2 separate regions of the Anas platyrhynchos genome follow, and region 2 is linked to region 1. A link is a contact called in public Hi-C data. All regions are on one chromosome and are shown on one strand. Each heading gives the region's core, a stretch centred on a gene start, on an enhancer-like site or on the middle of the called end of the contact. The rest is flanking DNA. Distances are from core to core; before and after follow the strand shown.

What was found. A called contact is a pair of places that touch in the nucleus more often than the background predicts.
Region 2: a Hi-C map of liver shows a contact between it and region 1, with 2.6 times the contacts expected there. The contact joins the enhancer-like site here to the promoter of BCL9 in region 1. A contact is called at or near these places in 4 of 8 Hi-C or Micro-C datasets (liver, skeletal muscle and subcutaneous adipose tissue).

Annotation. Positions count from the first base shown.
Region 1 is chr1:97,286,279-97,291,074 of IASCAAS_PekinDuck_T2T, reverse strand. It overlaps BCL9 (BCL9 transcription coactivator), which reads right to left and starts at 2,713. Exons shown (of 10, transcript XM_038184617.2): 1 at 2,059-2,713. It overlaps POGLUT1 (protein O-glucosyltransferase 1), which reads left to right and starts at 2,827. Exons shown (of 11, transcript XM_027449355.3): 1 at 2,827-2,987; 2 at 3,105-3,195. The coding sequence starts at 2,891.
Region 2 is chr1:97,442,440-97,447,388 of IASCAAS_PekinDuck_T2T, reverse strand. All of the region lies in intron 11 of GJA8 (gap junction protein alpha 8), which reads right to left. Among named protein-coding and RNA genes, the nearest start is that of GPR89B, 19 kb to the left of the region's middle. Within about 2 kb of position 3,693, at least 1 of the 8 cell types and tissues checked has an H3K27ac peak or open chromatin away from gene starts, as enhancers often do.

The DNA.
Region 1 (4,796 bases), core at 1,464-3,963:
CACAGTAGCCTGGGGTGCTTTCATTATACAAAGCCTGGGAGAGCAGAGACTGTAAATGTAGCTTCAAAAGGAGCTTCATCTTAAAGTCTTAGCTCTCAGGGCCTATTAAACATTTATGCTGACTACCACTCCTACTCTTTGCCTCAGAGAAAGCACCCGAAATAACCTTTGCTACAGAGCAAACTACAACAGTCCTACTGGCTGTGTAACAGACTAGCAGGGAGCTGTGAGAAACAACCAGAAAAAGTGTTGGAACAGCACGCTGATGTCTCCATCAGTGAGCCGGGGAAGAAGCAGGAAATTCTGGTCTGGAACTTGAGGGAGACAGAAAATGATGCTAGAAATAACGGCTGGATTAGTTTTTGTAGAAATGGCTAAGAGTGAGAAAGACCATCAGAGGCAAATACACGTATTTTGGCAATTTTTATATCGTGTTACTTACTGAAGGTTCATACTTTTGGGCAAGTCTTAAGGCTAGCCTCCAGTTTGGGATCTACAACTCCTGTAGCTGTAGAAGGGCCAGTAGAGGGAAAAAGTAAGTCCTGTGCAGAAAGGAAAACAGAGGGACCCTAGCAGAAAACAAAGAAATAATTTCCTCTTTTGATCAAAAACTCTTTGGCTATGCAACACAAGTTTGGGATGAGATAGCCAGAAATACTCAAGTTTTTCACTCTACGAAGCTATTACTACCGATAGCAGATAATACAACATGCACTTACTCCCTTATACTTCACTCATACAATCACCCAGCTGGAGCAACTCTTGGAGGACAACACCAGCTGTACACTCAGGGGTTGTGGTGACCCACAGGTGTCCATGCAGCTGTTCAGAAAGTCCCTCAAAGTCATTTACTTCAATGGATGCACATACAAGCCACTAGTCTTAGCCTGCAAATAGGAACCCCTGTCCTCTAGTCATGCAACTATCTGTTGATAATAGCATCTACTGGCCTTGCACAGATTTAGGCAATGCTTGGTGCCCATGTTTATCAGCTCTTGCAGATTCAGCAGAACTTCTAATCTCCAGAAATCATCAGTCCAGGGGGAACCTTCAATGTTCTTCCTCAGCACATGCTTTTTCTCTTGGGTCTGCTTTCTGGTAGCTACTTCTCCACCCAAACCTACAGTTACCTACATAACCATTTCAGTCTCACAAAAAAAAAAGCCTTCATTCCCAGTTGGTGGCTTGTGTGGCTAATCACTCAGCCTTCACATTATAGATATCAGCTTTATGTAAATGTAACTCCTTCCTCTTAATGAGGGGCCACAGCACCTCCTCCTGGCATCGAAGAACACCAAAATAAATCTGGACCAGGAAAGATGAAGGTTTAGCATTCACAGTTTGATACAGAGAGACAATGAAGATGGGACAGGCCTTCCCACATTCAACCTGGGAAGAAAGATCAATCAAATGGTCTGGATTCATGTTAGGATAGCGTCTGCTTAGCCCAAAGCACTATAACCTATATTAATTTGGCTGCTTATCAGCATGGTTATTATATCCAGCAGTGGATTAATGAGCCTGTCTCCTGAAGGCTGGATAAATACGACTGAGCTGACCGAAACATTAAGCAGGAGGTAGTTCTGAAGACTGCATTCTTAGAAACCATTCTGAATAGAGCGGGTCCTACATGGTACACTGATGGCACTCAGTCCTATTGTTTCCCTTTTTTCTTCTAGTCCACTTTCCCAAAGCTGCAGAAAAGTTTACACAAACCAATCTCAACTATTATTCCTACACAGTAACAACCATGTCTTAACTCTAAACAATCAAATTGAATAAAGCAGAGGCAACCGCATGGGCTTCTATTTTTCCTTCCTCTTGGGTACTTCCCTGCAGCTCTATTTGGCTTCCTACCGTGCGCAAAGGCAGCAACTGTTACTCTTTGGCCAGAACAAGCCTAGAGCTACTGATGAGTGTTAGTGAAGACAGCTGATAAAACCACCATCTCCAGACATCCTCTGTGGTAAAATCCACCTCCACTCTCTTCATCTGAGACTGCTTCCCCCTCCCCATCCACCCCTGAAGTTATAACAGGAGAAGGAGCCTCTTACTTACAGTCTGGATGAAGTGTTTGATGAATTCAGGTGTCCAGGGAAGTTCCAAAAACCCCTCAGGCTGGCTGAGGTCTGCTAGGTACGCACCAGCTGCATAACCCTCATGAGACTCCTGAGCTGTAAATGAGTAAAGCTAAGAGGTTCGGAGGAAGTATCATAAACACACACAGCTCTTCTCTAGGCATTGGTTATTTTTTCAGTAGATGGCCCTGTTTTACTCCAAGTAATGCAGTCAAAGTTCCTGCATTTGGGGAGAAACAGACACCGGGATGGCTGCCGTGCGATAGGCAGGTCTCATGCTGGGGAAACCAGGTTCCTGACAACACTCCCTGCCACATTGGCGCCCTTATTCCTGTGGGTTAAAGCTGCCACGACGTGACCCACGAGAGCCCACAGAGGGTCGCACACGCTGCAGGGCAGCCTCCAGTGCCAACCAGCAGCTCCACCACCAGTTTCAGGGGCAGCAGCCACCGCTCCCTGCAGGGCAGCAGGGGCAGATTGGGCCCAGGCACCTCAACGCAGCCACCCCATGGCTCAACACTGCCCCATGGCCACTGCAGGCAACCCGCTCCTGGGAGCACACGGCAGGGGGAGGCACGGAGGACCCTGCCCACCGGGTCCCGGCCACACGCAGCCCTCAGGGGCTCGGCGCGGTGGCTGTGCTGGGGGAGCAGCGCCGCCACGGAGCGCGGCCGGGCCGAGGCACGGCAAAAACTACAGCTCCCATGGCGCCCAACGACCGCCGCCATTTTGAGGGGGGGGCCAGCGGTGGCCGCGGCCGCCATTTGTAGCCGGGCCGTCTCCGCCCCCCCCCCCGGCGGCACGGCGGCGCCATGGGGCGGGCGGCGCTGCCCCTCTGGGCGCTGCTGGCCCTGGGGGCGCTGCGGGCACCGGCACCGGTACCGGGGGTGGCGGCGGGCGGCCCGGCAGGTGAGCGCGGCTGCAGGGGGGTCGGGCTGGGTGATGCTGGTCCGCTGCGCGGCACCCGCAGGTCGCCCCGGCGGTTTCACGAATGAGCTTTTGGCTTTTCCTTCCTGTGTGTTTCAGATGCCAACTGGAAGACGATAACTGACCGCATTAACAACGCCGTGGGAGCCTATAAGCCATGTGTAAAGGAGAATTGCAGCTGCCACCAGAGGTGAGACACTGCTTTGCTTGGTACCGGACAGGACTCTGGCCACGAGCGGGAACACTTCTGGCAGCACTGATGGATGAGAGTTAGCTGTAGAGTATTTGGGCTCTAAAGTATCATATCTGCAGCCATCGTAGATCACAGTGCTTGCCAGAAGGAGATGATTAATGGCATTGTGTGAAATAGGCCTCCGTAGCTCTAGTAGAGGGTGTGTCCAGCTGCAGATCGGTCACAGTCCTTGTTGTCCTCTGCGACTGAATGACATAAACTGTGTCAGCATCTCATACCTGAGCACACAGTAATCCCACACACAGCTGGTGGTATTTCTGTGTTAAAAATCCCCTTCTGCCTTCTCTCGCAGTGGGACACTGCTAACAAGTTTTTCTGATGGGCTTTTAAAAGTGGAAGAAATCAAGTACATGCAAAATATTTTAAAATAGGTAGGTTAAGAAGAATCATTACAGAAAGCACATTCATTTGGTCTGATGCTGTGTTGTACCTTGTGCGCTGCCTGTGCCTGGACAGGGCTTCCAGTGGGAGAAGGGAAGGGAGAACTGGAAGAGCCCTCTTTCTGGGGAGTTTAGTTCGCTGCTTGTCAGAACTGGAGTAGCAGTGCGTATTTAACTGCCTGACTTCTGCGTGACCTCAGATGGTCCAAGAGAAGCGCATTCAGGAAGTATTCCCCTGCTTTTAGGATTAGGCTTCCAAACGTAGAAGTGCAGATGTCCCATGTTCAGACTCCTGTTTAAAAAATAGATGTGCTCATTCATTTTGGAGGTGAGATTGAGCACCAGACTGGCTTTTAATATCAGATGAGTCATTTTGGGTCAACCATTGCTATACTGTTTGGAGGTTTTGATCTTCATTGCTCTTTATATATTTATGACAAGTCTCTTCTAGTTTAGTCTTCCAGTCTTTTTCCTCAGTTACAATTCAAATACAGCCTAAAGACATCTCCTAATCTTTAAACATACACTCCACTATCTCCTACCCGCCTTTGGGTATGACTTCCACACCTGCTTCAGAACATGATAATTGATAGTAACAGAAAGTTACAGTTGCTGTGATTCTCCAAACCTAGTTCTCATTACAGCAGCATTTCATTTAAGGGTTGTTTAAAGAGCAGTTTTATTCAGTAGTGACAGGCTTTACAAAAGAATCTGGAAAGATGATACAACATGTATCCACTGTGCACCTAAAAGACTCTTTTCATTTTGATAGCTGATTTGGAGATATGTAAGTGTGCAGCAGAACACTGAAAGCCAGTACTTTTTCCCAGATAACAGACTCTACTTGTGCCAGGTTTTCTGGTGGCCACGAACTGAAAAGAACTTTCAGAGACTACTGAAAGGTAGCAATATAGGCAAGAATGACATGGACATGCTGTAAAACTCTCCAACTTTCTTCATGATCTCCAGCTCATTAGATTTGCATCCCTGTCACACAGCTTATCCCGTGATCAGTCCATCTGTACCGGAACAATTCTTTATGTAGTTTACGATTTTTTATCTGATACAGAATAACAGAATCATTGAGGTAGGAGGGGAACCTGTTGAGATCATCAGGTCCAACCTCCTTGTTCAAGCAGGGCCACATAGAGTAAGTTG
Region 2 (4,949 bases), core at 2,444-4,943, 160 kb before region 1:
CGCAAGTCCCAGAAGGCAAAGGCAAAGACTGTGAGAATGAAGAACCACCCACTGTAGGAGAAGATCAGGTTCAAGACCAGCTAAGGAATCTGAAGGTGAAAAGTCTGTGGGACCTGATATGATGCATCCAAGGGTCCTGAGGGAACTAACAGATGAAGCTGCTAAGCCACTACCCATCATATTTAAGAAGTGGCAACCTGGTGAAGTCCTCACCAACTGGAAAAGGGGAAATATAACCTCCACTTTTAAAAAAGAAAAAAGGAAGAGCATTCAGAGGAGAGCCACAAGGATGATCAGAGGGCTGGAGTGCCTCTCCTAGGAAGACAGGCTAAGAGAGTTGGAGTTGTCCAACACAGAGAAGAGAAGGCTCTGGGGAGATGTTAGAGCAGCCTTCCAGTACCTAAAGGGGACATACAAGAAAGCTAGAGAAGGACTCTTTATAAAGGAGGGTAGTGATAAGATAAGAAGTAATAGTTTTGTACTAAAACAGGGTAGTTTTAGATTAGATATGAGGAAGAAATTCTTTACTCAGAAGGAGGTGAGGCCCTGGCACAGGTTGCCCAGAGAAGCTGTGGTTGCCCCATCCCTGGGGATATTTCAAGGCTAGGCTGGATGGGGCTTTGGGCAGCCTGGTCTGGTGGGAGGTGTCCCTGCCCATGGCATGGGGTTGGAACTGGGTGGGCTTTAAGGTCACTTCCAAGACAAATCGTTCTGTGATTCTATGACTTCTCATTCTTGAGCTGCTTTGAAGTTGGTCACTGAGCTCCCATCTCCTGGCACCACTGAGACAGTAAAATCTCCACTATAATTCAGCCTTTTGCTCACAAACTACGAGGTCACTTGGGGAATGTGAGATTTTTCATTCCAGATGGATTTCCAACACAGACATGATGTCAGGACAAGGCAGGGCCATGCTATTGAACAGCTCTGTTCATGCATGATAGCAGATTGTGCAATTATATAGCGCATAACCCTGGATAATGATACCTCTCCCTCAAACAAAGTTATCTTCTCCTGATCTGCTTAGCTAGAAAGTGGCACATGCTTCCTGTTCTTCTGCTGAACACACAAACCTTTCACTCATGGCTGAAGCTGAATACCAGATATATTCAGCCTCCCTGCAAGAACCTGGGAGCTTTACCCAATGCTCCTCTCTGCTAGACGACCACCCAACTTAGTGGATGTTTGCTTTCTAGTAACATGCTTCTTTGTCCATCCTTGAGCCAAAGCTGTCTACCAGTCTGATCATTAGAGATGAGAATCTCCCCAGGCTTCCTCTTCTCTCTACCACCTACTGGCCTCAGAAACCATTTAAACGTAGCTAGTGCTGGGCAAATCTTTGGACAGAACTTGCCATGTCCCTGCAAAACTGGCAAATGTCAGTGTCCCCATTTTAAGGGCAGAGCTCTAAGATTTTTCCAGGATTTGCCCAAAGTTGAGCATCTTTTCAGAGCCCTCAGGGAACTGGGGAATATATTTCGCTAGAAAACTCCAAACAAAATAGAAAGAAAAGAGAGGGAGAAAAATATAAAGCATCAAGAAGGAGGGAAACTGGGGAAGTATGCAAGTAACAGAAAAGGTGAACTCAGGGTTGGATTAATCTGGGGCTCAAGTGGAAGATAAATACTTATGGGAAATATGTTTTTAATTTAAGGGATGGAACAAAACTAGACAATGAATAAAGATAAGCAGAGCAAAAGTGGAATGCCTTTCAATATCTCTTTAACTTAAATGCAGTTCTGCTCTGAAAATTACTGTTATAAGAGGACCTGGGGAATTACAGGCCAGTCAGCCTGTGATACCTAGAAAGATACTGGAGCCAATTATGAAACAATCAATTTATAAGTATTTAAAGGACAATAAGGTGATAAGAAACAACCAGCAGGGAATTCTGAAGAACAAACCTTGTCAAACCAGGCTAATGTTCTTCTTTGACTAATAGGTCTGGTAGATGAGAAGGAAATGGTAGATATCAACTATGTTGACTTTAGTGAGCATTTCAGAAATACCTAGATCACAGACCCCCCCCAGAGCAGCAAGCAGACCACTGTGCAGCATCTACACACGTTGAAGTACCATAAGAAAGGGTAATTATCAGGGCTTCGCTTTGCCAGATGGGAGGATCACCTCCCTGAAGTTCTGGCCCCAGGGCTGGTCTGCGTTTCCTTGAGTGATTCAGACAACAAAACGGAGGACAAAAGGGAAAGGATGTCAGCTGGGCTGGGGTCTGCCATCCCTTCTGAAGGCAGAGGGATGGGAGAGATCAGAAGTTGAAATGAACAGGAGACACTGGCGAGGTGGCCTGCAGAGGTGATTGCATCAAGGTATAATTCAGAAATGATGAGGGCACAGACACCAAACACACTGGTCCAAAGTCGATCATGACCATTTTGACAGCAGTGCAGCACAGAAAGGGCTGGGGTGGGACCGAATACAAGTCTGTTAAGTGAGATTCCCACAGAAAAAGACAAATCTCATTCTGAAGTGCTTTAAGGGGAGTTTTGTGTATAAGACAAAGGAAGCAATTATTCTGTGCATTTACTGGGTAGTGCTGAGCTCTCAGCAGGAACAGTATGTCCAGTTCCAGGCACTACATTTTACAGAAGATGTTGACGAATTGGAGAAAGTCCGAAAGCAAAAAAAAAAAAAAAAAAAAAAAAAAAAAAAGATAAGAGATTAAAAAAAAAAAGAAAAAAAAAAAACATGACTTATAAGGAATGGATAAAAGAACTGGGTTTGTTTTCTCTAGGAAAAGAACAACAGGAGGGAAAGCATGGTAACAGTCTTCCAGCACATAAACATTTGTTATAATGGGTAGAAAGACTAAGCAGTTGTCCTCCACATTCACCAGAAGTAGAAGAAGAAATAATCAGCTTAATTTGCAATAAAGATGATATAGCTAAACATTAGAAAAACACTTTGCAGCGGTAAGAACAGCAAAGCACTGCAGCACACTGCTTGGGGAGGCTGTAGAATCACAGGAGGTTTTTATGAAGAGGTAAACAAACATCTGTTAAGAATGATCTTATCTCATAAAAAGGAAAACAATTGGAAGGGAAGGGGGAGGCTTTCTGAGGTCTTTGGCCCTACGCTTCTATGATTTCTTGGCACTTGTCTCCAAGAAATATCTTCAGTAAATAAAAGTATCTTGCCACCCACCCTGAAAACTCAGCCTGGACATCCTGAGTTGCCTACACCACACAGCGCAATGCTGAGCTGGGCAGATATCAGCTCAGGTCTGCAAGCAGGTCTGCTGTGTCAGCAACGTGTTCCACTTGAGCTAATTATCTCCTCTCCAGAGTGGGGCTAATGAGCTGGGGCAGCGTGAAGCACACTGGTGCTATGCTGCTTCCCATGCTGGGGCTAGCTCGTCCCAGGCTAGCAGAGGTGCCTCCACGCCCTCTGGCTGCCCTGCAAGGAGGGCTGTCCTCAAGGAAGCTTTGGGATGGTCACTGCTTTATAGTTCACTTCAGTAAGCAGTGATTGCTCTGAACGTGCTGTGGATTTAGAGCTTCATGCTTAACGTAACCACATTTCGTAACCACAATTCGTTCTCCTACTATCGCAACTGTGAGATTAAATGCCGTGCCTTATTTAGAGCATTTCATCTGGACATTAAAGCTAACCATGAAAAACAGCATGCGAGTGACCCACGGCACTGCCAGTAAGAACCTCTTCTTCTCACACAGTTTAGCGCTGACCTTTTCCAGAGATGCTGATTTTATCTTTGGAGCAATAAGAGCCACCCACCTCATCTCGGCAGAACCGCTGGAGCGGCATCAGCAAAGCAAAAATAGGAAACAGCCTCTGCCAAGCGGTCTCTCGGGCTGCCGCATCCTAAACCACTAGCGGGCGGTGTTTTCTCACTCATGCACTGCACAGCGCCAGGGGAAACCGAGGGATGCAATGGCTGAGAAAGAAGGCACAAGGTGTCTGGTACGCTATGTCTGCACCCTACCTTTCTCTTCCCTCATGTCTTAGACCTTTTCTGCAGATACAAGACTAAGGCGAGCACAGGAAAGTTAAGATGATGCAGTTGATCTTAAGATGATATGCTTGGAATACAATTTTTATAGTACCTTTTTAGTGGTTAAATAGATGTAGATAAGCTGATGTGAAGATCACTTTTTTATGGCATTGATTTTACCTATGTAAACAGTGTCGACTTTGTTGACAAAGCACTCCTTTTGCTAGTATAGTCTGTGTTTTCTCTTGAATCTCTATCCCTTACCCAACAAACATTTGTGATGTATACCAACTGACCTGCATGATTTCCCCTTTAATAACAGCACAGTTAATAATAAAATCTGAACTGAGCTCACGAAGTAACTGCAAGGCAAAGGAGATACGCTGTCAATGGTCAAAGGTAGGTGTCGTAGTACCGCAGCAGAAGCACAAACAGCACTAGGAAGAGAAGAATAATCTTAGACACATGATTTCACTGCTCGGCATGACTTCACTTAGAACTTGACTGAGCTTCCTTCACAGACTTTACAACAGTGCCCAGGTCAGAAATTCCACGTTCTCACCCTAAAGCAGATGTTATTTCTGAACAGGTGTGCTGGGACCGGGCACAGAGCTTGTAGGCAAGGTGTAGCATGTGCATTACAGAGCCATCATAGAGAAAATACTTTTCCTGGGTCCCCATGTGTCCTCTCACCTAGCCCCTTCTCTTGCCCTGAACCTGCCCTGGTCAGACATGGAGGTGCAGCACATCAGCTGGAAGGCATCACTGAGAAGACTGGCAGCTGCATACTTAGGTGGCCCCTGGACTCAAATTTCTCTCTACATATTTTCTACATTATGTCCTTTCCACTGCTGTTGAGATCCTCCTCAGAGAGACAGATTAACTGTTGTGAGGTATCAGAGCACTCAGGGAACACATCGCTTACCGCCAATCTGTACTACAAAAAGCGGATCCAGGGACGGGAGGAACACGTACCTGATAA